Linked DNA regions of Zea mays: all the other regions are linked to region 3. Evidence: chromatin contacts called from public Hi-C data. All regions are on one chromosome and are shown on one strand. The core of a region is the stretch at or near the end of the contact, and the rest is flanking DNA. Distances in the headings are between cores, read along the strand shown.

Region 1 (6,064 bases), core at 2,608-5,107, 420 kb before region 3:
TGGAATTGAAAATGGTGTCGAGCACTATGGATGCATGGTGGATCTTTTTGGCCTGCTGGTCGTCTTGAACTCTTGATGAAGATTATGGCCTTATTAAATAAACGAAAGTCAAACCTGATGATGCTTTGTGGGGAGCTCCCGTTGGTGCAACTATGTTTGGGTATTATATTTTCTTGTCAAATATATACGCAGAAGCTGGGATGTGGAAAGGATGAGAGTTCTGGTTAAAACGAGAAGAACAGAAATGCCTCCAAGGTAAAGCTCGGTTGAGTTGAAAGGTAAAACCCATTTGTAGGATTAACTGTATAATGCCACTCAACTTTTATAAAATTAGATAGCTAGTTTATTTAGATGCCACCCTGCAATATACATTATTAGAAAACATACTGAACAAGAGATTATTGTTACAGACATAAAGCACTTTCATCATTTCAAGAATGGATTATGCTCATGTGGGGAGTATTGATGACATTATGCAAAAAAGTTTACGATGCGTTTGGTTGGATAGTCGATTAGAATGGAGCAGTTTCATTCTAGTTTTTTTTTTTAAAAATAAAGCCGTTCTATTCTCCGTTTGACAAGCAGAACAAACCAACCTTATTTTTTGTTTTGTTGAAGAGTAGAATAGAGCGGAGCTGCTCTGTTCTTTGTTTGGTTAGAGAGCCATATAAGTGTAGAGGGGAGAAGAGGGAGGAGAGCGCTCACATTCGAGAGAGCGCCCCATCCGACCATTTTGGTGGAGCGGGAGCACTCCAACTATTTATAGTAAATTCTTATGGAGACTACAAGAGCCACTCTACTCCCCTTTTATTGGGAACCAAACATCCAAAAAACTAGAATGAAGCTGCTTCATTTTTCTTCACTCCCCAACCAAACACACCATTAGTTTCTGATACCATATTAGTAGGCTTCAGAATATCACATAATAACTGTTTGTGATACTCTCAGTGCATCTGTCCAGAACACAAAAGGCCAATACTCAGTGGTATAAATTATAACATCTCATCCTGATTAGGATAAAATGGTCTGAACTACATAGCTGGCTGACACAGATAGTCAATGTATCTGTGGTGAAGACGGTGGACATTGGGACTTGTCAATATTCATGTGTAATACAAGAGCAACAAAGTATTTTAGTCCCAAATAAGTTGGGGCGAGTTAAAGTTGAAATCCAAACTGAAGTCATGGTTCAGACACATGTATAGATGCACTCCTATTCGAATCTAAAATATTTAGATATATTTCATTCTTTCAAGTCTCCTTTTACCGTCTCTCTATATCAACTTTGTCCTTCTCCTGCCACTCTTTTCGTTGATATTGCCCTTTCGGACCCTACTACTACGTTGCTGGTGCTTCTAGAGGTCTCAACTGAGTAGTATGCGCTATCCAAGCTATCAACTGAGTAGTGGTTTTATGGAAAGTGAATGAGTGCTTATACATCCTGTTAAAGTGGATTGCATTGTTGTTGCAATATGAACAGCACAATGTAGCTAATCGCATTGTATGCAGTCTGACAAAGAAAAAACAGCTGTGTTCGATGGCCTTACATGACTGCAAGTAGTATCCCTAATCTTGTTTTCCTGTAGCCACAATCCTATTGCTTAGCCGATGCCATGTTTGTCAAACATGGCATGCGTGGAGGCGACAGGGATGATGTGCACATGAGGTGAACAGATCTGCTGGATGGCGAAGCACATGGAGGGCACGAATTCAACGTGGTCTCTCTCTCTCCCATTAACCTAATCAGCTGTCGACAGCACTGTTCCTCCCCTTCCTCAAATTATCTGAGGAAGTAATCCAGCAAAGAAGACAAGGGGTGTAGCACAAACGGAGAGAGCAAGAGTGAGAACCAGCTAACGGCAATGCGGCGCTTTTAACTCGTGTAGACCTGAAAAGTTGTACAATTTTACACGATTCTAGTGCGGCGCTTTTAGCAAGCAAACACCTGACAATGCAAACGTAAGAGAAAAGAGTTGAAACAATGAGACATTCGTATGCACTGAACCTGAACGACCAAAAGGTTACCCATCGGCAGCTAAAGAACATATGCTTTCCATCCGGAAGGCTTTTCCAACATTTCAATCGACCTTCAAAGAATCAAAAGCCATCATGACTTCTCACAATCAGGTTTATGAGGGTTAATAAAGAATAAATGAAAGGAACGATAGTCTGACACGACCATATATATTGCACAAAGACCATAAATCCTAATGTCCACTGATAAACGGCATCCATGTCGTATATGTAAGGGTTACATTGCATGCAAATCCCTTGGGCACACTTCTCCAAACAAAAGTATTGGTGATTTCTCTGGCAATGGAGTTCTTGTTTCAGTTTCCCTGGTGCTCATGCTTCTGCTACACCAAGTAAAAAAAAAAGAGCAAGCCCAAGGAAGAGGGAAAGCAGGCTTGATGTGCTCTGCTTGCAGCTACATCCCTTTTCACTACAGATTTCGACCTGGGTTTCCATTTGGAAGTACGTACAAAGATGTATGGTCATCTGTGCAAAATTGTGGTGTCTGAACTTCATGTCTCTGAAGTGAGTGCTGATTCTATCATGAGAGATAATGTCACTCTGTCCATTGAATGTTAAACTGCTTTCCATATCAAAAAAAAAAGGTGTCACTGATTAATTTCTCTTGTCTTCATCTGTGGCTTCTGTTTTGTGGATGCCCATCTCCTTCATCTGCTGTTCAACAGGCACGAGCCCAACTTCAGCCAGAAACCTACAGTACAGAAATGGCACCTTTAATTGATCATTCGTCAAACAAGAGTGAAGGCATTCACTGGGCGGATCCAAACGGGTAGATAGATAGATAGACAGACACAGACTGACCTGTTAAGCAGCACAAATAGCACGGTTCCAATAGTCACCAGCAGAAGAACATGTGCAACGATTACAAAGTTCTTCGACGAAAATGCTAGAGCAAGCATAGCCGTAAAACACAATGCAAGGAGCAAAAACGTAATCTTGAGCACAAACCACGTGGGAGCCTACACAATAAAGTAGCATGAATTAAACTTTCCTTTCTCATCAACGCGTGTAGTGCCAAAATCATGCAGAGGCAAGACTAAGGTTGAAAATGAGGCTCAGGGCATGTTTGGTTCCAAGAGACTAAACTTTAGTCCCTCTTTTTTAGTCCCTAAATTACTAAAAAAAATAGGACTAAAGAGGGGAGGAAATATGATTTATTCCATTTTAGTCCCCATATTTTAAGTAATTTAGGGACTAAAACAGACTAAAAGGGAGGGATTAAAGTTTAGTCCCATGGAACCAAACAGACGGTCAGTATAATGACATGATGTACAACAAAACACACTACATTGCACTCAAAACAAACATGACTAAAGCTGAATTGACATCAATAAGGAATATGCTGCAGGAATTATGCCATCAAAATGAACGTCCTTACATTGACACCAGACGACAATGCTCCCACCAAGACAGCTTCGGCAGATGATACTTCATTTGAGCGGCGCCCTTCCATTCTGTGTCCAAAATAACTATTACTAGCAGAAATTGGTAACAAAATCAGGTAAATGCTCCATGCTCAACCCAGGGTTCCAAAAAAGTGGCACTAAGCGCACGCATCAGCGCTAAGCAGACGGGTAAAGCTTCGCTTTGGAGCACAGGCGCTCCCAAAGCGGCGCGACCGCCTTGTGGAGCAGCAGCTGCTCGCTCCCGCTGCCAGCAGCCCGCGCGCGGCGCGCAGCGCAGCCGCTGGGGCCGGTACCGGAGGCGGAAGGAGAGAGGGAGGCACGCACGCAGGGTCACCGGACGGTGTGCCGTGTGCGGAGGACCGGAGGAGAGGGCGCGAGGGGATTGACGAGACGAGGGAGGGGAAGACGCTGATGCCGTTGCTGAGGGCGGCGGCCTTCGCTGGAGCAGTGAAAAGGTTAGGGCGAAGAAACGGAATTCTTTACTATACTTACCAGTTTCAACCGTGGCACCGCGTCATTATTTTACAAATAAATCGTCACCGCTATTTCAATTAACCCGATGCACGCGGCCAAACGGCGGCCCGGCACGGATCAGACGCCCCACGGGCCATAACTCTGGCCTAGGCACGTCATGTCAACACCTTTGATGAAAGAAGGGCAGGAGACACTAGGTAAAGTTGTCTAACCAGTAGAATGTCATGCTTATATATTTTTAATATTGAATATAAATTATATATATGTATATACGTTTTTTGTAAAATAAAAAAATATATAATCGTGTCGGGCCGGACCAGCACTACGGGCCGAGGCTACAACCTAAGCACGGCACAGCGTTCTTGGCTCTTGCAAGCATTAGGTCGTTTCTGAGATCACATTGGTGCAATGAACTCCATGGTGTTTCAGGTTGCTAAATTGTATGGAGCAACAATGATTTGTCACACTAATAGTAAAATGAAAGGTTATTTGTTGGTTTTAAACGTTAGTAATTGCTACGAAGTAGCATATTTTATATGGAGCACAACCAGTTTTTATTGATGCCTGACTTTAGCAATCACTCCATATTTTGATCTATCTTTTTTATAAGTTTGAGTTCATGTGACTTATTTTAGAAACTTGAGCTCACAAACTTTCTCTTATTTGGTCTTTGTATGGTGGAATTATGTCATTTTATAATCTCTATTCGTTCAGTCAGTCGTTGTGAACTCTATTTTAATCGCTCACTTCATTGGTCGTGTTGTACCAAGACATATTGAATGGAGTAAATAATAACATCAGCTAGCCAAATCAAAAAATATTATACTGAGAGTGGAGATAATAAATAAAAAATCTTTAAATCTTTTTGGTGAATAATTTACATGGGTATTATTGTAAGCCGTCGCAACGCACAGGCAACCGACTAGTAATGACTAAATGGACACCAAATAAAAATCTATACTCATACTATCTTTTAGTTTTATTTCTTTTTTATTTCTAACATCCTTTTACCAGTATAATAGATAATTTACATATTTAATATACGCTGGATGCTTTGAGTTCTGTGTAATAGTGTATTTCATGTTAGGCTATTCTTAATCTATGGTAAGTGGTAACATAATCATTTAATACATGTCAAGTTAGTATTTTTGAAGAGAGTTAAGAGGGAAGAGAAGAAATCTATATCTTGAGAGAGTGTTGGGACTAGACAAGTGGGCCCAAACACTTGGAAGAAATGGAAGAAAGTGAGACAAATGGCGCACGACGAAACTGGGAGCTAGATAGCTGAGATGCCTTGTCAAGCGTGTCCTATCTAGGGTCTGGACGGGGGTATTTATAGCGTAACCAAGGAATCTGAGCCCAAAGTACGCGCATAGCTTCGGTTACCTACCACATTCTCGGAATCTATTGTACAATAGGATAATTACGGAACAGTAACCCTCTAGACCTACATACACCGAATGTTGTACCACGTAGGGGGGTAGCAGGTGGGACCACGTGGCCAGTTCATAGTAGAGGACAACTCTTCGTATCTCCAAGTCTTGTACGCCTTCGTCCTGATAGTCTTCGACCGGTGGTATTCTCTTCGACCCCTATGAAGGCCTCTATGCATAGGCCTGGGCAACGCTTAGACCTCACCACGAGGGGGGTCGTTATCCTTCGTGCTTCCTGGATCAAGCCTCGGTGGTCAAGCCTTTGTGCCAATGCAGCCTCGCTTACTTGCGTTTGCCTTTGGTGATCACGTCGTCCTAGAGGCGAGGGCTCCTTCGACTCCTGCATCTATGATTAAGTTGGGTTTGTAGCTAGTTGTCAGTCGTTAAGAGTGATCGAGGTCTAGTTCGACCCTCATCCCAATAGAGATCGTGGACATTAAAACTTGAACTATCCAAGTGGACCACATGTTGTGGGGGATCCGATCCCCGGTCCCTAGAGCCCAACGATCAACTAGCACACTAGGGAAGGGACCCTGATATTTGGGACCACTGGTCAGCTGGAGGAGTTAGGTAACGTCCACAATCCTGACTATAAAGGGTCTAAGTTTACACATGTCCCTGTGTGTTTGTGCGGACCGTTCGACCATGTACGGTGGATCGTCTATAGGTACCAAAATGGGTTTGGGCAGGGACTGTGTGTTTTCAGGCGTTTGTATT
Region 2 (6,163 bases), core at 3,338-5,837, 280 kb before region 3:
TCTAGCCACAGCTTCGGAGTCGGTCCATCCTTCTTCCAGATCACGCTTTTTCTTACCATGCATGCCTTCATTTTAAAGCCGAAGCTTCCTGTGACAATATACTATACTGGGAAACATGTTAGTTGTGTTTTTGAGGACCTTCGGAAGATGAAGGCCCCCAACAGTAGCCCCTCGCAGTATTAATTTGTTCTTGTATCTAACAAATTCAGACTGTGACGTGAGCGAAGGCCTTTAGTCGAAGGTCCAAAAAACACCTTCCCTTCGCTAGAATAGCGAAAGTCAATGACAAATGGGGCCCGCCAAGTTGCAATGCACTAGGCATATAAATAGAAACCCATAGCGACAACATATGTTGTGCCATTTCAATCGCTTGTGCTATTTTCTCAAGTTTTAATTTCCTTGCTGTCAGATTTCACTTGTTTTGTGAGCTTCGGCATTTGTTCAATTTCCTACCAAATGGCTGATGAGAAGAAGGTTGCTGATCATGCCCTGGCTGGTTTTTACGAGGCCATGGAAAAATCAAACACAGACAAGATTACAAACAAAATACTAGTTGATTTATCTGAAGATTCTGATGATAGTGATGACTATGATGTGGATAGTGGGAATGAAGATGCCGAAGATTGGCCCTGGCGGCCAAGTCATACCATCTTCGGAAAGTCGTCCATAAAACAGAGTCAGATTGATGCCATGAAGGGAAGATATTTTCGTGATATGTCTATTGTGAGAGTTGGAGGGGACAACGCCGCCCCTGCACCCGAAGAAAATGAGGTTGTTGTTTACAGAAGCTTTATGAAAGCGGGTCTTTGGTTCCCATTGAGCAAATTTTTGGTTGAAGTTTTGAAGACATTTGAGATCTTTCTTCATCAAATTACTCCCGAAGCTATAATCAGAATGGGTATTTTTGTTTGGGCCATGAAAAGCCAAGGGCTGGAACTGAGCACGAAGTGCTTCTGTAACATGCACGAACTACTGTACGAGACGAAGGCCACTGGCAAACAGCAGTATCACAACAACTTCGGTTGTTATGGCTTTGTTCCTCATTCTGATGTAAGCTACTCAGTTCCAACATTTCGAAAAAGGTGGCCTGGGGCCTGGATGGAGGAATGGTTTTATGTTAAGAATAATCTGATTGAAAGGGAGGACATAAAGGGGATTATCTAACACCCTATCTGGTCTCGCTTCTGTGGCAGAACCTCCCAAGTTATTGGGCCCACATGCACCTGTCCTTGTCTCAAAGACCTCAGACTGCTATGCATGTGCACCAAATAACTTAACATGATCCGTCCGAGTGTCCCAAGGACCCCGGATAAACCACTTACAATCAAGATTGCAAGATTAACACAAATCACACACACCAACAGTTTGCAGCGGAAAGCTTATTACCAAATTTTACAAGTTACAAAATTTTTACTTTGTACATGATCAGAGTGATTACAAAAGTGATTCAAAGAAATAACTTTGAATTGTTACAAATTATTTATAGTTTTGAAATATATGCTAGCTCAAGTGACCATCCTCAATAAGAAGATAGAGACGGGGTATACTTATATAAGAAGACTGAGCCCACCGGCACTTAACACCATCAACAACAGTACAAAACTATAACCTGAAAAACAACAGGGAATAAAACCCTGAGTATGGAATTACTCAGCAAGACTTACCCGACTAAAGAAAAGACTCTCAAGGGTATGCTGGTTAAATAGGAATCAAGGAAAAGGCTTTAGCAAGGATCAACTTAGATATTTTTGCAGAAATAGCTTACTAAAGTGAGTCCTTACTTTCAACATTTTAATGCTAGATTAAGTATTAATAGACCTTGTTTGCATCTAGTCTAATCTCATCATCACCTTAATCAATCCAACATGATTTTTGCTCATTAATATTCCATCCTTAGGATTGTTTGTGTTCCTAGCCCAAGTCCCGATTTAAGTACTTCCATCCTTAGGATTGTTTGTGTTCCTTAGGATGAAAAGAGCATCACAGGAAACTTTGCAGTAAGATCCCACCATTGCTCCCAATGAAAATATTCTTGCAGGCAGAAGCCATCCTTCCTCAGGATAACCCCTGAGCTAGGCATTAACGCAAAGGACAACCTCTATCCACAAGATTTACCTCTAAGCAAGGCTAAGCAATTTTGTAAATCATATTTTGATACTTCATCAGAAGTATCTATAAAGGTGTGGATATCAAGGTAGGCAATGCATCAAAGGGTTTCCAAGCAACTCCTATAAACCTAATGCACATTTCACTAGACTTAAAGTGTGCAAAAATGATTTAAAAACACAAGGAAGAGGTTGCATGCACCGGGGCTTGCCTGGAATAAACACTACGTTAGTGTTTGTTAGGTGGCGACCACTTTACGACCATCCTTTTGTCTTGGCATTTGTTCAGGCAGGTTCGTCCATCAGCATCACCATGCGGATTAGCCCGCGCTTGGGGTCGACTTGGGTCATCTTCCGCATCACGTGGTTAATTCACGTACCTGAATGGAATGCATTATGCACATGAATGCATATATACAGGAATATTACAAACCTAAATAGTGCTACGCGATAGCGAATTAAACACCTAGCGGCGAGGCGTTGTACAACTTCATACGATATACGACTAAGCGCAATAGTTACGCTTTACTAGATTAACCGAATCTAATGCAAACATCACGAAACAGCTAACTATACACATTAATTACGATTAGCCTAAACACAACTTATCAGTTAATTAATTAAATTCTAAGTTCAGTGGTCTAAGGAATTTAAATCTAGAACAAGAATAAAAGCACATTACTTTTTAGACCACGCGGTTGGATTAAATTACACATATTTTACCAAGCATATTTTATACAATATACCATCACACCAATTACTAGGAAAGAAAATCGTCGATCATATCCTACTTCAACATTATCGATCACAAACATAGATGACACTAACTACTAGCGCAGGACATCGATTTCAGCTTTCGCGTACTAAACACAACTAGCATGGATAGATTTATCGATAATTGCATAAAATACTAAATTTAACCTACGCGTCACCGAAATACTACACTCTGCAAAATAGAACTAGTTCGAATATACTCGGCAACTAAACTCCTCAAAGCACACCTCACATCGTTGACATCTTTAACTTAAACTTTATACGCAAACTAAGCGTCTTATTTCACGATCATAAAATCAATAGTAAAAAAATAGTAAATCAGCTCACCGTTCCAATAGCTGACTCGAATCCGCGAGATCGGTAATGATTCTTCGATTTAGTCAACTTGTCGAGCGCTTGGTAGATACTATCCGAACTTCACGTACCCCACCATCCAACCTTTGGACATCTTCTCTTGGGGATTATTTTGTCAGCACGACTCCAACTCGGAGGCATCACGTAGGGACCGACATCGAGACGGAGTGACCGAACGATGACGGCAAGACAAAGGAAATAGGAGCGCGCTTGTTCGTCAACTAAAACCCACGCCAGACCGAGCAAAAAGCGTAGCACCGTGACAAAGTGAGCGTTCCCACGAAAGAGCACAACCACACAGACGCGGCCAGAGACTCTGGCAACGCAGCGACTGCGAGTTGGAGCGAGCTGGGCACACGGCGACTTGAGGAAGTTGCGCACGCGCACGGACTCAGGAAGATGGGCGGATCGACACAGTGGAGCAGGGCGCATAGCGAGCTGAGGAACGACGGTGAGTTCGAGACTTGTAGGGTCGAGCACGACAAGGAGTTCTGAGGGTCGGCATAAGCAGCACGAAATTAGAAATCAAATCATCAAAGTCGAGGAGCACGTCGTGGGTACAACGTGGGTCGACGACGAGGTCCATGACGAGCGTCGCAAGGTATGACAAATAGGAAGGAGGCGACGCACTTAGGCGAATTGGCGGCTGGAGGAGACAACGCCGAGGGAGATCGACAACCGATGTCGAGGAGCGGCTAGTGAGGCACGACGATTTGACAGACAGGGAGAGGAAACTGTGGGCCTGGGGGAGCAGGACGAAGGAGCTCCGAGCAGAACTTGGACGAACTGGGAGGGAGTAGGAACAGCCGAACAGGGAACCGGCGCCAGGGAGATTCACAGCTGGGCGCGCAGCAGAGAGCGGAGGGAGATGAGCGCGCCATGGGATCGAGCGCAGCAGGGAGATCCAGTCAGGCGCCATGGGAGAAGACACGAGCAGGGACGGCGCGGGCGCGTCCACGACTGCTTCATATTTCCATGAAGCAGGACCTCGGAGCGGCTACGGAAAAGATTCGAGCTGGGCGCGACACCAGGAAGCTTCACAGCCAGAGGGGCGCGGCAAGACCAAATCCAAGCAGGGAGGAGGCTCCGGCCCTGGATGGAGCAAGGGAGGGGCGCGTGTAGGGGCTCGGCTGGGCGAAATCCAAACAGGGCCGAGCGCCATGGGAAGTTACGGGCGAGCTCTTCGCGGCCAACAGGGGAGCAGTGCGCGCGGCGAAGGGAGCAGCTCCATGGCGAGGGTGCTCAGCCAGCAGAGGGAGAGGGAGGAGCTTGGGCGCAACGCACGGGTGGATGAAGCGCGCGGCCATGGGTGGAGTAGAGGGAGACTCGACAGAGAGTAGCACGCAGGGGATAAGGAAGAAGAAGCGCGCGGCGTGTCAAAAAAATCAGGGAGCAAGGGTGCGCGTGGGAGATGAAGACCAAGGCGACGGCAGCAGATTTTTCTCCATGTGAGGCGGCTAGAGATAACCACGGCGTGATTTTTCTCCAAGTACAGAGCATGCTGCCAGGAGACGCGCGCGCAGGGGAAAAGATCAGGGCACGACAACAAGAAGCTACGCGGTGAAGAAGATAAGGAAGAGAGGTGGCTGGGGAAAAAAATCTGCGGTGAGATAAAGCGGCGGCAGATTTTTCTTTTGGGATTTTTAGAGACGAGCAAAGAGTCGATGAGCGATACGGCAAACGACTACACATATTATTTTCTCGGATCACGAAACAGAAAATCCGAGGTTTACGATTCTGACTAAATTTCGTTTAGATAATTTTTGTGACTATGCCGGCCACGATATAAACGGACCAGATTGACACGAGTTCGGCTTCGATATTTTAATCTGCTCTGCATGATTCGATCGAAATTAGCCGAAACCAGATTCGCTAATATATACGTGATTTTGTCGTCAAAACAGCGTGCGGACGGGTAAATTGGGTCATAAACTCGCGCATGATTTCTCTCAGACAACGCGCGATTCAGATTACTTTGCCCCGAACATTTTAGTCGTCGAGTTCAAATTAATTTGCCCGGAATAAAAATCGCAAGAACAGGCCGAGCTTCCGAATTCGTATTCGCGCGAGCAATGAATTTTAAAGAATCACCGGACGCACCGATTTTTGGAATAACGATGTTTTGAACATTACGAAAATTTAGGACGAGCCCGGATAGATAAAAACAAAGTCAAACTCGCGACAGGCAGAACAGATGCGATATTAAAATCGCGATAGGCGAAGATGCTTAAAATTTAGCATATGTTTTATCCATTGATATTACGTGCTTAAATCCATACTCGCTGTCGCGCGGACGGTAAACACCTGGGGTGTTACAACCCTCCCCCTTAAAAGAATCTCGTCCCGAGATTCAGAACGAAAGACTTCTAAGAGTAGAGAAGCAGGTAATCCCATGTCCATATCAGTGATAACCCTAAGACAGTCCGGAGCGAAGGCGAGTGTCTCAGAATATGGTTTCTCTAGTGGACATATCATGTATCGCCTTAGGCTAATTTAGAAATGTCGACCAATAGAGACGATGTCTGCCAGAGGAACACATAAGGTTCCATGTGTGCAGTTTGCTTTTTCTGATGACATTGTACTATCTGAGTCTGTTGAGCGAGCGACAAATACGCAATTTTACCCAAACAGAATCAGATGCAACCTCTTGGGTAAAACACACAAAAGGAGGTTTACCAACAAGTGGTCATTTGAGGAATTCAAGTTCCAGGAAGATAATAAAAATTTGAGGAACGCATTAGTGAAGATGATCAACAAAGGTTGACTTCACAATCAATCCACTTTATCAAGCACTAGGCATGGCTCGACTTGATCACACATGCTGGAAAAGCACACGCGAGGCGATCAAGGCATGACTAGGGCGATGATTAAGTGGATATCCGTCGACTTAACTTGATTGATTTTTTAGTACTTTCTTTGGATGGTTTGAA
Region 3 (6,049 bases), core at 846-3,345:
ACCTAGCAGTTGAGTGGCTTCTGGCCATACAAAGGAGGAAAACCTCCTATAGGTATTTCACACAAAGCTAGCTCTAAGGAGTGGAAACCTTTGGAGTCACAGAAAAAACTAGCATCAGGTAGGTGCAAGCAGTAAATGTAACCCTACCTTTGTGTCCCCTGCTTTTATATTGAGAAACGGGCGTGAAGAGGCGAGAAGCGCAAACAAGTTCATGATCGCGGGAAAACGTGTTTTAACCTTCTCGCTGTCCAGTGGACCGCATGCGTGCTTCTATTTATCCCAAGCGCTTGCTTTTACCTTTTCCACAACGTGCTTCGGGAAGATGTTTTTCGGATCTCCGGCACAAGGACTCCCAATTATCTAAGCTCGTTATGAAGAAATGAACTCATTCCACAAAGGGCTACTGTTGGGGGCCTACTTTGCCGAACATCCTCAAATTACCTCGCCTTTGGCTTAAGAAAGTGTGTTTCAGGTGCTATATGAAGGACATACGAAGTTGGCCTTCGACCGAAGCAGCCTACGAACGGCTTCACTCGAACGTGTATGTGACGAAGGTGTGCACAAATGCCACCACCTTCGGCGTTAGAAAAGGCTTCATGCATGAAGCAAGGAAAAGGGAAGCGTTGAAGACTTGTGCGGCAAGAAAGAAAGAGAAAAGACGCTGATGCCCCTGTGATACTTGTAAATCATATTTGTAAACCTCGTGGGTATGCTTGTAATTTCATACGAAGTTGTACCTCTTTCTTATAAATAGGTGAATATTGTCATGCATAAATTCACCTTTTGAGGGCCATAAGCTTCATGTAGCTCAGCCTTCGAAGTATCTTCGAGCCACCGTTTGTGCAAGGCCGAAGGTATGCTTGTAATTATATGTAATATTTCAAGAGATGGAATGATAAATGCTAAGGCATGAAGATGAATAATATGCTTTGTCGTTTTTCATTCCTTTTTCATGCTCATTATGATACACATAATTCTATGTTACACCTCCTCCCATAAATTACCCTTGAAGGAAGAGTATATAAAGGGAGATGGTATTAATCTTCTAATTTGTGTTGCCTCGCTTTGATTCCATATAGCAATCTGAAGCGAGTGATCAACATTTATGTAGATAAAAGGTCAAATAATAATCTAAAATAAGCATATAATGATCTATTTATGGATTATCATATCTAGGTACCTAGATTATATAATCTAATATAATAATATGTGTTGTTTGTTTGTCTTTAACTGAGGTTCTGTTTTTTTTCTTTCAGGATTATATAATCTAGTTTAAATATTATATAAGCATCTAATAACCACCTTTGGATTATCATAATCTAAGTACATATAATCCACCTAATAATATTTGTTGTTTGTTTGTCTCTTAACTTATTTAAGTTGGATTATATAATTCTTGTAAACAAACAATGCCTTATTTAAGCTGGATTTATAATCACAAATGAGCGCTACCGGCAAATCCGTCCGTCGATCCTCTGTACTAGGAATGGCAATGGGCTTCGATCCCCGGGGATTATGAAGTTTCTTTTCCCATGTGAATGTATACGAGGAAGACTTCTCTCCCAACAGGTAAACGGGGATGGGATAGGGACGGGGAAGCATTCCATCCCCATTCCCTGTGGGGATCGTTAAACTCGCATGTGACAATATTTTCGTGTAATAGTTAATGATAAAAATAAGGGAAATTTGGATCCATACCATTAAAGATCACCACTTTGGATCTATACCATTACTATCTCACTTACATGTGGGTCCACATAAGTCAATGACATGTGGGGTCCATGGTATATATCTAAAGTTTGGATCTTTTAATGGTATAGATCCAATTGTTCCTAAAAATAAATAATTTTCTTGTCAAAAGTTCACTAATTGTACAAATATGTTTATTTTGATGTATATATAATAATTTCTTACATTTGACAATGCGTAAAAGTAACAATGTTTTTATATTAATAATAAAAGAATTACATTATAGTTATAATTTAAATGGGGACCCACAAGGATTAGGGATAATAAAGAAATGTCCTCATGCGATTTTTATTTTTATTTTTATTTATTTTTTTGCCGTAACGATGATGAGGAGCGCTATTGTCGCGGGAACTGTTGCCATCCCTACCCTATGGTTCCGATGAAGCGCCAGAAAAGAGTCCACATGACCACATCGGTCTCTCCGGTTCTTTAATTGCGCGCCAATCTGTTTTATATATACGGAGAGAGCACTCCTGTTTTGTTGCAAATTCTATTACTAGCTGCAAAAGGGCGTGTTTGAGACTAGCGGACCGACCTTGAAGTTGAAGTTGAAAAGGTCGGCCTGCGCGGCGATGGATGTCAAGTGCCGGCGTCTGGAGGGGAAGGTGGCCATCGTGACGGCGTCCACGATGGGGATCGGCCTCGCCATCGCCGAGCGCCTCGGTCTGGAGGGCGCCGCCGTCGTCATCTCCTCCCGCAAGCAGGTCCAGCTGAGCCGGAAAACCTTATCGCTTATTTTACCCTCCTTGCTTGCTGTCCTCGCTTTGGGATTTCCATTACTGCTCTCTCTGATTGGGGGTTTCTGTGGATCGATTGGGGTTGCGGGGCGTTGCAGAAGAACGTGAACGAGGCGGTGGAGGGGCTCAGGGCCAAGGGTATCACCGCGGTTGGTGCCGTCTGCCACGTCTCCGACGCACAGCAGCGCAAGAGCCTCATCGAGACGGCCGTCAAGGTCAGAGTCTTTTAGATGGTTTACATGATATTGTCAGATCCCTGTTGTTGCTAAGCTATCCCATCAGCCCTCCCTGCGGTCAACGTTTTGCGGAAGAGCCTAGAATTTTGTCTGGAGTACATGTGCATCAAGAACTGCAGTTAACACTATTTCCCCCCTAAAAACTTGTTTTTTTTATCATGGGTTCATAGCTTTATTACTGCACAGGTCCAGTCAGACCACGAGCCAAAAGGCTCATTACAAACTCTTGGGATGCGGTCAGTCCAAACAGCAGAGTGACCCGGATCCCAACTTACTCCAAATGGTTTAAACTGTGAGCACAATTATTACATGAGCTAGAAGCAAAGGACTAAGAGCAAGGTTAATAATGTAGCCGACTGCTGGCTATAAGCACCTTTGCAGCCTCCTCAGCCCATCTGTATAGTAGTTAGTTCTTCACTATGTCTCGCTCACAAAGCTTCTTGGGTCTAAGTCGGTTGTAAGTTTACTACCCGCTTCTTCTCTCTTCTCTTCTCTCACTTCTACCTCAACATTTATCCTATCCTGATTATAACCTCTTATTATAATTGCTCTAAAAGGAGATATACACTCTAGTAAAACTAGTTAAAAATCAGATGACACAAGATAGTGAAGAGGGTGCCCTCTGGGGCAGGATCATAGGTTCTTGATTTCAGGGCCGTCACAAGCATAACGGTCACCATTCATATACAAAATTCAAAATTGTCAGCAGCGCCTGTAGTACACCCCTGCAAGCTTCTGCTTCAGCACAAAGGGCGTCATGTAATGACTTAATTTTTCCCGCTCCAATTGCTAACCCAAGTACCCAACACCACTGTGGTCACATAAAATGAATCCCCACCCACCTGTTTTACTAGCACTGTTGAAGGCTCCATCGATATTCAGTTTTACCCTCTTGGTACAGTGGAGGACACCAGCGCAAACTAGGCTTTTGAGGCTTTGGCTGCTTCTTCTGATGTAAGGAATTGGTCTCTGCAACCATGTTTGTGATTCTATGAATCACCTCTTCGTAGGGTCTTGCAAGTTCTCCAGTGTTAATCTTGTGTTGCGAACCTGCTTGATTCTCTCGCTGGATGCACAGATCAACTTTAAGAAACGATGGATTCATAACCAAATCTCACTGTATACAAGAGTATTCGAGATACAATTTGTGGTAACTTGGAGGAGAACTGGAGGTAAAGACTAGGTAGCAGCAAAGAAGGGGAAGGGGATAAGAGGGAGAGCATCAGGAGAAGGGGATCAGAGAGAGAATGAGGAGGATGAAGTGGTCGCAATCTTCTGGTTCATGTTCTTTGATAATCCTTTTGCTGTTGCAGCTGCTCTCCTTGTAGCACTGATCCTTTGGTTGCATGGGCCGAGAGCATGCTCACCTAGCCCATTTGCATGCTTGCATATTATGAGGCCCAATACATGACATCTTGTTTCTCTCATTCCAACAGTTCCATAACCATAAGACTAAGATTATGTCCAGTCAATGTTGTTCTTCCATCCATAAAATATATTTGACTACAGCATAAGCAAACTCTAAATGGAGCAGCTTCAGGTGAGTATTCTCCAATTGTAGTTGTCTCTAACACGGTGACCGGATCTAATCTGAAGAGGCGCCTGGGAAGCAGAAGAGGCTAATTAATATTGGCTCCAGGTGCCTGTTGGACTACCCTGACCGGATCTATGTTTATTGGCCGATCGCCTATTAAGGCGATTAATCACACCATTTCGACGATTAGTCGGACGATAAGGATGATCAGCTCTTCTGGTCGAATCGACTCTTGTAATCGAGTGCTTAGAACCGATCAGACCGACTAATCGTGACTAATCACGATTAGTCGGTCGATCTGAAATCAGTGCCAACTGCCAACACCTCCTTACCAGTTTGCATTTTTGTAAGCAATGTCATCCATCTTCATCAAATTTAGAACAATGTTTTCAAGTTGTCCAATTAATCGCGATTAGACGCGATTAATCGTCAAAGTCGGTTTGGACCAATCACGATTAATTTCCCAAGTCATCCGACTAATCGTGATTAATCGCCCTAGTCGGTCAGCCAAAACGACCAGCAAGTCGTCCGACTTGAAAACATTGATTTAGAAGCCATCCCATGTCTCCAGATTAGGCCAGATTTCAACGCCTGCAACTCTCGTGCAATTGATAACAGGTCTTCAAGACTAGGAGATACTGGGTTCTCTTTCACCTTCAAAATCTGACCATCAGAAAAGTATTTAGCTCTCAATAGTCAATACTTGAGCAGACAGGGATTCAGTATTCATTAGTAACCTTCATCATTGCCTAGCAAGCACGACAAGGTTAAACAGGTGTAGATCAGATCTCTGTACCATATACCACCTTTATTGTTCCTGCTTGCCCCAAGAAAGGCAGTGCATTTTTATTGTCACTGTCTTGCTGTGGCCAGAAGGATCTACGAAGCATTGTACATTTGTACTAATCTCGTAACAAGGAGTTTTTGTCAAATAAAAGCAGGACATGACCTAAGTGGGAATAGCTTGAGCAACAACCTTCGAGAACAGTTTTTCCTTCCATCCCTGAATTATAGCCCAAAATCGTACTTTGAGATAGACAAAGGTCTTTGACATTGGTTTGCCCATATAGATAGGAAGGCCCAAACATTCCTCAGTTCTTGCTTCAGTCCTAATAACCAAGTGCTGACATAAACTCCCTTTTATTCACTTCATTGGTATGCTTGCTGATTCTCTTTATTGATTGTCTGTCCCGAGCAGCAACCAAGTCTTACAGTGAAAGTACATGATGCAGATGATGTGGACTCCGTTCATTTGCATGCAGGAGAAACAACGAATCAATCCGTGAACAAAAGATGGTTAATGCTCGGCGCTTGTTGGCATAACTTTACTCTGGTCAGGTCCCCCTTGCTTCAGCTGCATGAAGCAAGGATGAAAACCTTCAACCCATATTAAGAATAGATATAGAGATATTGGATCCCCTTGCCTTAAACCTCTTGTTGGAATAATTTCATCAGTTAACTCAGCATTTTATTTGACCTTATACGGTATTGTAGAGACACATCTGACATCTCATGACAATATATGAACCAATCTTCCGTCAAAAGCCAGTTTGATCATCATCTTCTTAAGGAAGGGCTGCTTGCTTAAATCATTTCTTGGTGCAGTGGCATTGCCTGAACTAGGAAATGTGGATTCATGGTTAGTAAGGCATTGATAGATGCAACTTTAAATTAGGTAATAGTGAAATCTGTTTGTGCAGAAGTGCAAATAATGGCACAAGCACAATAGAATCGTTTGTATCAAATGAAGAACTAAGACAACCTCAGTAATAAAAATGTCTACTGGAGTTTCA
Region 4 (6,038 bases), core at 2,046-4,545, 370 kb after region 3:
AATAAGGAAAAACAAGTCATTGATAAGGGGCAAACGTCATTTTTTCATTAAAGGGAAGATAAAAGCTTACAAACCAACTCTTCACGAGTTGGTGCTTCCCTACTACTACTAAACTACGCTATACTATTCTACATTACTGCTACATTATTCTAACTACACTATACTAATATCTAAAGACCAGTGGCGTTTAGCCACTGGCCTTGCTGCTGTTGCCCTTGCCGCCGCCGCCCCTGGTGCTGCCCGTGCTGCTGCCGCCTCTGGTGCTGCCCGTGCTGCTGCCGCCTCTGGTGCTGCCCTTGCCGCCGCTGCCCCCGCCGCCGTTGCTGCCGCCACCGTCGTCGTCGTCGCCGTCGTCGTCGTCGTCGTCATCTTCGTCCTCGCCGCCGTCCGAGTCCTCCTCGTCCGAGGAGAACTCGGACTCATCCGAGCCCTCGAGCCCGGAGCGCTCAACGGCCCGGATGTACGTCCAGACCTCCGCGGCAATCCCCTGGGAGTCATCTGAATCATCAGACGATGCCGGGGGAGAGGCGGGAGCCGGAGACTTCTCGGACTCGAAGGAGAACTCCTCCTCCGAGTATTCCGAGTCGCCGAAATCCTCCGACGGAGGAGTCGGCTCACGCTTGCGTTTGTGACCCTTGCCCATGGCGAAAGCAGATAGAAGGGAGGAGAGGGATGCAGTAAAGAACAGCGAAGAGATGTGAAAAAACCAGAGGAGCAAGGGCGTTATTTATAGAAGGGAAAGGCAACCGCTCACTTCCAACCGCGGTCACTGAACAGTCGCAAAGCATTCAATAAGCACTCCCACCCATCTGAAGACACGTCAGACGGCTGACGCCGTTTCATGCAACACTACACCCATTGGGACTCCAGTCAACAGTGCAAAGGATATGATTACACTAGCCGTCCCATCACATTACTACTCAGAAGCAGCCGGCTAAAACACTCAGCGTACCAAGCCGTCCCTTGCCCACACCCATTGGGGGGGGGGGGGGCGCCCAGGAATTATCAGTATATTTTCCAAAACGGTCACATCCGTGCAGGGCACGCAGTAAATACCTCAAGACAAAAATGAGATGTCAGTAAGGATCAGAGGAAAGCCAAATATAGCCAGCAAAGTACAAGATATGGCCGACAGAAGCGATGTGAAGACTAGACAGAGAACGTCCATCAAACGTCCAATCAAGTCGCAGAAGCAAATAAATTGCATTACCTAGCAAGATATGGATGGATCGCAAACTCGGCTGCTAAAGACAAAATATATGCTGACCTCTGCAGCAAAATTTTGATGACATAATGCTGACCTTCAAAGCATAATGCGAATAGCTTCGTGCCAGTTTTTACAAGCAAAGGGAAGACCTTCGAATGGATTATCCTTAAAAAATTCATTTGAAGGTCGGGGGCTACACCCATTGGGTGCACCTCCGGTGCACCCCATGGATTATCATTCTAAACCGATATAGTGCCGACTTCTAAGGCGTGGGACAAGATTGAAAAGACCAATCCTCAACCGAGGTACAGGAGCGCACATGGAGATAATTTCTGGGGAAGACCTTCGAGTAGATTACCTTCTAAAAATATACTCAAAGGTCGGGGGCTACACCCATTGGGTGCACCTTCGGTGCACCCAATGAAGTTCAGAATCCTACGAGTCAAAATGCCGACCTCTAAGGCACAAGCACAGGACTAAACTTCGGTCGAACGAGCGATCGGAGCAAGAGAAGACAGTAGGAAGTCATTTTCCTGGACCTTGGATCTCTGGGTTGATTACCTCTAAATCAACCCAAAGATCGGGGGCTTGTGGGGGATAGATATCCCCCGGGTCCACTAAAGAAATAAAAGATCTCCCGAAAGGCCCAAGGGCCCAATAAATCGTAAGATCGTTCTTTCGTGGGCCTGGGGAAAGACGATCAACAAAGTGGAGAAGACGTAAGGCTGGATTGGAGCAAACCCGGACGGCCCACAACGTCGAACAAGTAAATCCCAACGGAGACCCGACTTTCCCGCGCTGAAGCCCCCATGCAATGGAGCCATGCGAGGATAAGTCGGCGAGGGTCACGTAGGGATAAACTCAGGAGATTCACTACCTTTCAGCTACTTGTTGTTATCATATCCACGTGTACTGCCCCACGGTCGAGTATATAAGGCCTAGGGGCACCCCTTCAGAACGATCGACCCTATTCTTGACCAAGCCACTCACGAAAACTCTCTGTGCCTTCAATCCAGAGAGCCCTCTTGTAACCACACTCGAATACTCACCAGGACGTAGGGTGTTACGCATCTCTAAGCGGCCCGAACCTGCAAATCTTGTCCACTGTCCCACGTGCAATCAGGCACGAACCATTTTGCTACAGTCGTTGATACCGTCCTACTCCTAGAAACACCTTGAGGGGTAACCCCGGGTGTGCGGTCGGACCCAAAACACCGACAGCAGCTGCCAGGGCAGAGTCTGTTTGGTTCAACTTTTTTCTAAAGAGTTTTTTTCCTGAGAATCTGGCTATGAGAAGAATCTAGATATGGAAAGAATATGAGTATCATGAAATTACGTGTGGAGAAAGATAAAAAAGTCCATAGAATTTATGTTGTAGAAAGTGATGATTTCCTATTATCGCAACGACTTGATCGATTATTTGTTTATGTTAATTTTGGACAGTTTTGACTAAAATGATTTTTATAGAAACAGACTTAAAAGCTAGATGTTTAATAATCTGCAACAACTTCTAGTGACAAAAAGTGAAAAAAGTTAAAACAAACCATGCCAATGCCGAGGTAGGGATTGGTGAGGCGTGGACGTCAGCTAAGAGGTTATTGGACCCGTGGGCCATACTTTTTGGCTGGGTATAGAAAGATTTTTGGCCTATGTCTCAGACCGTGGCCCGGGTGACCACCTAGGCTCAAATCCGCCGCTGCCCAAATCGTCCGATAATTTTTGCGATCCAAAATCCTGATGTGAACGTAGGCGAAGGTGCGAAGATGAAGATTTTCCTCCCAAAAGCGACTTGCTGAGTTGCTGGTCCATCGTCCAAACTGCCGGGCGGCTTCCGTCTCGTACGCTGCCCGAGTCAACAATTTCCGGCCGCGCAGTCTCGTCCACCTCCACGGGCCCTGGCACAGCCGCACGGGGCGTCCACGGTACCCCCTGTCATGGCGTCATCCCACCAACTCTGAACCAACCCGGGACACCCCCCCCCCCCCCCCCCCCCCCCCCCCCCCCCCCTCCGGTCCTCCGCCCCGCTGCTCGGCTCCGCCTTCCCCCAATAAACCGCAGAAAATAAAGAAGAGAAAAATTCTTCCATTCGCAGCAGCGGGTCACGAGAGGGGTCCCTACGCCCGCCTTTCCAAATCCTCGCTCGCTCGCGACGACCGCCGGCGGCACCGCCGAGGCTGACCCGCCTCTGTCCGATGCCCCCACGCGCGCCGCCGCGCCGGCGGCCTGCTCCCGCCGCGGGAGGCCCCGGCTTCGGCGACTCCGCGCGTGTGCTGCTCGCGCTGGCCGCGCTCTACGCCGCCATGTCGCTCCTCGCCTACCGCGTCATCCACATGCGCCACGTCGCGCCGCTCGGCGCCGACGCGCCGCGGGGAAACTTCTCCGAGGGACGCGTGCTCCAGCACCTCCGCCGCCTCGCTGTTGACATCCCTGGCCGCCAGGTCCCGGCCCCCACCCTTGGCCCCGCCGTTCGCTCGTGTGGCCTGGCGATGCTGATTTGTTTTTACTGCTTCTACTGCTGTTGCTGCAGGAGGGGAGCCCAGGGTTGGAGGCCGCCGCGCAGTACATCAAAGGGGAGCTCCAGGGTCTCGCCGCGCGTGCGGGCCCGGAGTACAGGTGAATCTCCCGTTGCCCCCTTCCCTGCTTCTTTCTGCACTTGTTCTATTCCAATCGGCCACGAATGTTTGTTGGAGCGCGTGCTCTGCTCTGGCCTCTGGGTACCAAAGATTGTGGCTCCACTGATAGTGATAGTTTTGCTGTTCTCGGGCGTTGGTTTGTGGTCCTTGCACGCTGGGTGCTCGACTGCTCGCTGGAATACTTCTCCTAGTACGGCATTAAATTTGGAGCAATGGAACCTGGGATGTGACAAAGTATTGGTTTCTATGCTTTGCTAGCTGCAGTGCAGCAGTATCTGGTATTCAGACTTTAATTCGTTTCTAAGATGCTGAAGTGATTCTTCTTAGGACAAAAGGACATGAAAGTGTGGTCCATGGCTCCAAGCAGAACAAGTAGGCCAGATCATGGTAGCTTGAAATTAGTATTTCAAGCCCCTCGTTTCACCAATATTACCAAGCCTAGCAGATCCTGCCATTTTCTTAGCATTGCATTACTAGTTGCATTAGGTTTTTGCAGTGGTTTATACATTGACTTGAGATAGCTGAAACTTAAACTCTAGTACTGGGTCGGTGGGTCCAATAATGCCCAAGGCACTGTAATCAAACTACTACATTCCATGTCCTTTTCTTTTTTACACATGTACTGTTGGAATGAATGCCTATAGTGGTGTGGTTTTTGGTAGGTGATGTGTTGTGATCCTTTTGTGGTGTGCACATGGGAGAATAGAGCAATAGAGAGGATTGTGGGAGAGAAGCATAGAATACGGTGGACGAACAGAAGGTCGGATTCCATTATCGGTCACTCTGGCGTGAGACTCCGCTAGGGTGCCGAAGGAATCGTCTCTCTGGGAGATCCTTATTTCTTCAGTGTTCTTCCTATTACATCCTACAATGCTTAAATACAGGTATGCACCCCTGACTCAATGGGAAAGCCATCTAACCAATCCAAACAAACTAGGAAACGACAATTCAACTCACAATAGGAAGCAACAAACTGACTCCTAACTAGGAAACAAACTATTTGAGTATCTCTGTTTCTAAACTTATTTGATTGCCAAATCTTAGCCACTTCTGTTGCTATTTCTTTCTTGGTTTGGTTTTCCTGCCTAGTCGTGCCTTCTTTGGTATTGGCAACCATAGAAAGACTCCATAACATTTCCCCTTCTCCAACAAATAGCTTGTCCACGAGCTGTACATCTGGAAATCTTCGTTAAGTTCTTACAACTGTTCCCATGAGAAATCTATAGCTGACCTGCCTATCCAATGCACCAAAACTTTCCACACTCTACTATTCAGTCGAGCTTTAATCACTTCTTCAGGGGCAGGGATGTTGTAATATTCAGCCAAACCTATTAACCTAGTCACCTACCTCAATAGCATGTCTCTTTGTGACTTATCTTGGAGTTGCTTCATTGTTACTTGGGCCTGAACCGGTTGATCCTTGATCTGCTCCAAAAATTCATATCTGTCCACCATTTGGTGATCCATCACTGCTATCCATGTGGACCCCTTATGGTATGGTAGTAATGTGGGGGGCTCTTTGCCATATATGACTTGAAACGAAGAACACTTAAGTGTAGTTTGAGAAGTACTATAGCAGAATTTAGTCCAAGACAACCATTGTAACCACGATTTAGGATGATCACCAACCAAACAACGGAGGTACTTAATGATCCTGTTTGTAATCTCTGATTGTCCGTTAGATTATGAATGGAAAGCGGAACTCATCAGCAATTTAACTCCAGCAAGACGAAACAATTCTAACAAAAAAGAGCTAGTGAAAACTGTATCGCAATCACTCACTATGGAGCAAGGAAACCAATACAGTCTGACAATATCTTCAAAAAAGGCTTTAGCTACCGAGGCAACTATGTAAGGGTGGCCAAGTAAAATAAAGTTAGCAAATTTGGAGAACCTACCTTAGCAAACTTTTCAATAAAATTCATGGCTATATCACTCCATACCTCAGACGGAACGAGAAGGGACTGCAATAATCTAGTAGGATGTTGGTGTTCTGATTTGTGCCGTTGACAGATGGAGCAGCCCCACACAAATTTCCTGACTTGTGTGACAATATGGTGGTTATAAAAAGATGCCCGCAGTCTGTGTAGCATTTTCAACACTCCTTCATGCCCGTAGTCACGTGCCTCAGCTAGAATAGTCGACCACAATGTTGATGTATATGGAACAAAAGCTTTCTTTTGAACAACAATAGATCA

Evidence for each region. A called contact is a pair of places that touch in the nucleus more often than the background predicts.
Region 1: a contact with region 3 is called in a Hi-C map of ear, with 2.6 times the contacts expected there. The contact joins the promoter of LOC100278270 here to the promoter of LOC100282854 in region 3. A contact is called at or near these places in 4 of 25 Hi-C or Micro-C datasets (bundle sheath, ear, leaf and 1 more).
Region 2: a contact with region 3 is called in a Hi-C map of ear, with 3 times the contacts expected there. The contact joins the enhancer-like site here to the promoter of LOC100282854 in region 3. A contact is called at or near these places in 3 of 25 Hi-C or Micro-C datasets (bundle sheath, ear and leaf).
Region 4: a contact with region 3 is called in a Hi-C map of leaf, with 6 times the contacts expected there. The contact joins the promoter of LOC100279629 here to the promoter of LOC100282854 in region 3. A contact is called at or near these places in 4 of 25 Hi-C or Micro-C datasets (bundle sheath, ear, leaf and 1 more) and 1 of 3 datasets of contacts at active chromatin or transcription factors (leaf).

What each region holds. Positions count from the first base shown.
Region 1 is chr7:34,014,633-34,020,696 of Zm-B73-REFERENCE-NAM-5.0, reverse strand. It overlaps LOC100278270, which reads right to left and starts at 3,857. Exons shown (of 3, transcript NM_001151600.2): 1 at 3,413-3,857; 2 at 2,836-2,993; 3 at 1,955-2,725. The coding sequence starts at 3,487. The coding sequence ends at 2,629.
Region 2 is chr7:33,871,020-33,877,182 of Zm-B73-REFERENCE-NAM-5.0, reverse strand. No RefSeq gene overlaps it. Among protein-coding and RNA genes, the nearest start is that of LOC103632238, 100 kb to the left of the region's middle. Within about 2 kb of position 4,587, at least 9 of the 20 cell types and tissues checked have an H3K27ac peak or open chromatin away from gene starts, as enhancers often do. A contact at or near this core is called in bundle sheath, ear and leaf, where this site is marked.
Region 3 is chr7:33,591,264-33,597,312 of Zm-B73-REFERENCE-NAM-5.0, reverse strand. It overlaps LOC100282854, which reads left to right and starts at 2,095. Exons shown (of 6, transcript NM_001291620.1): 1 at 2,095-2,453; 2 at 2,585-2,701. The coding sequence starts at 2,322.
Region 4 is chr7:33,222,935-33,228,972 of Zm-B73-REFERENCE-NAM-5.0, reverse strand. LOC100279629 (Zn-dependent exopeptidase superfamily protein) reads left to right here and starts at 3,295. Exons shown (of 21, transcript NM_001152625.1): 1 at 3,295-3,645; 2 at 3,735-3,820. The coding sequence starts at 3,400.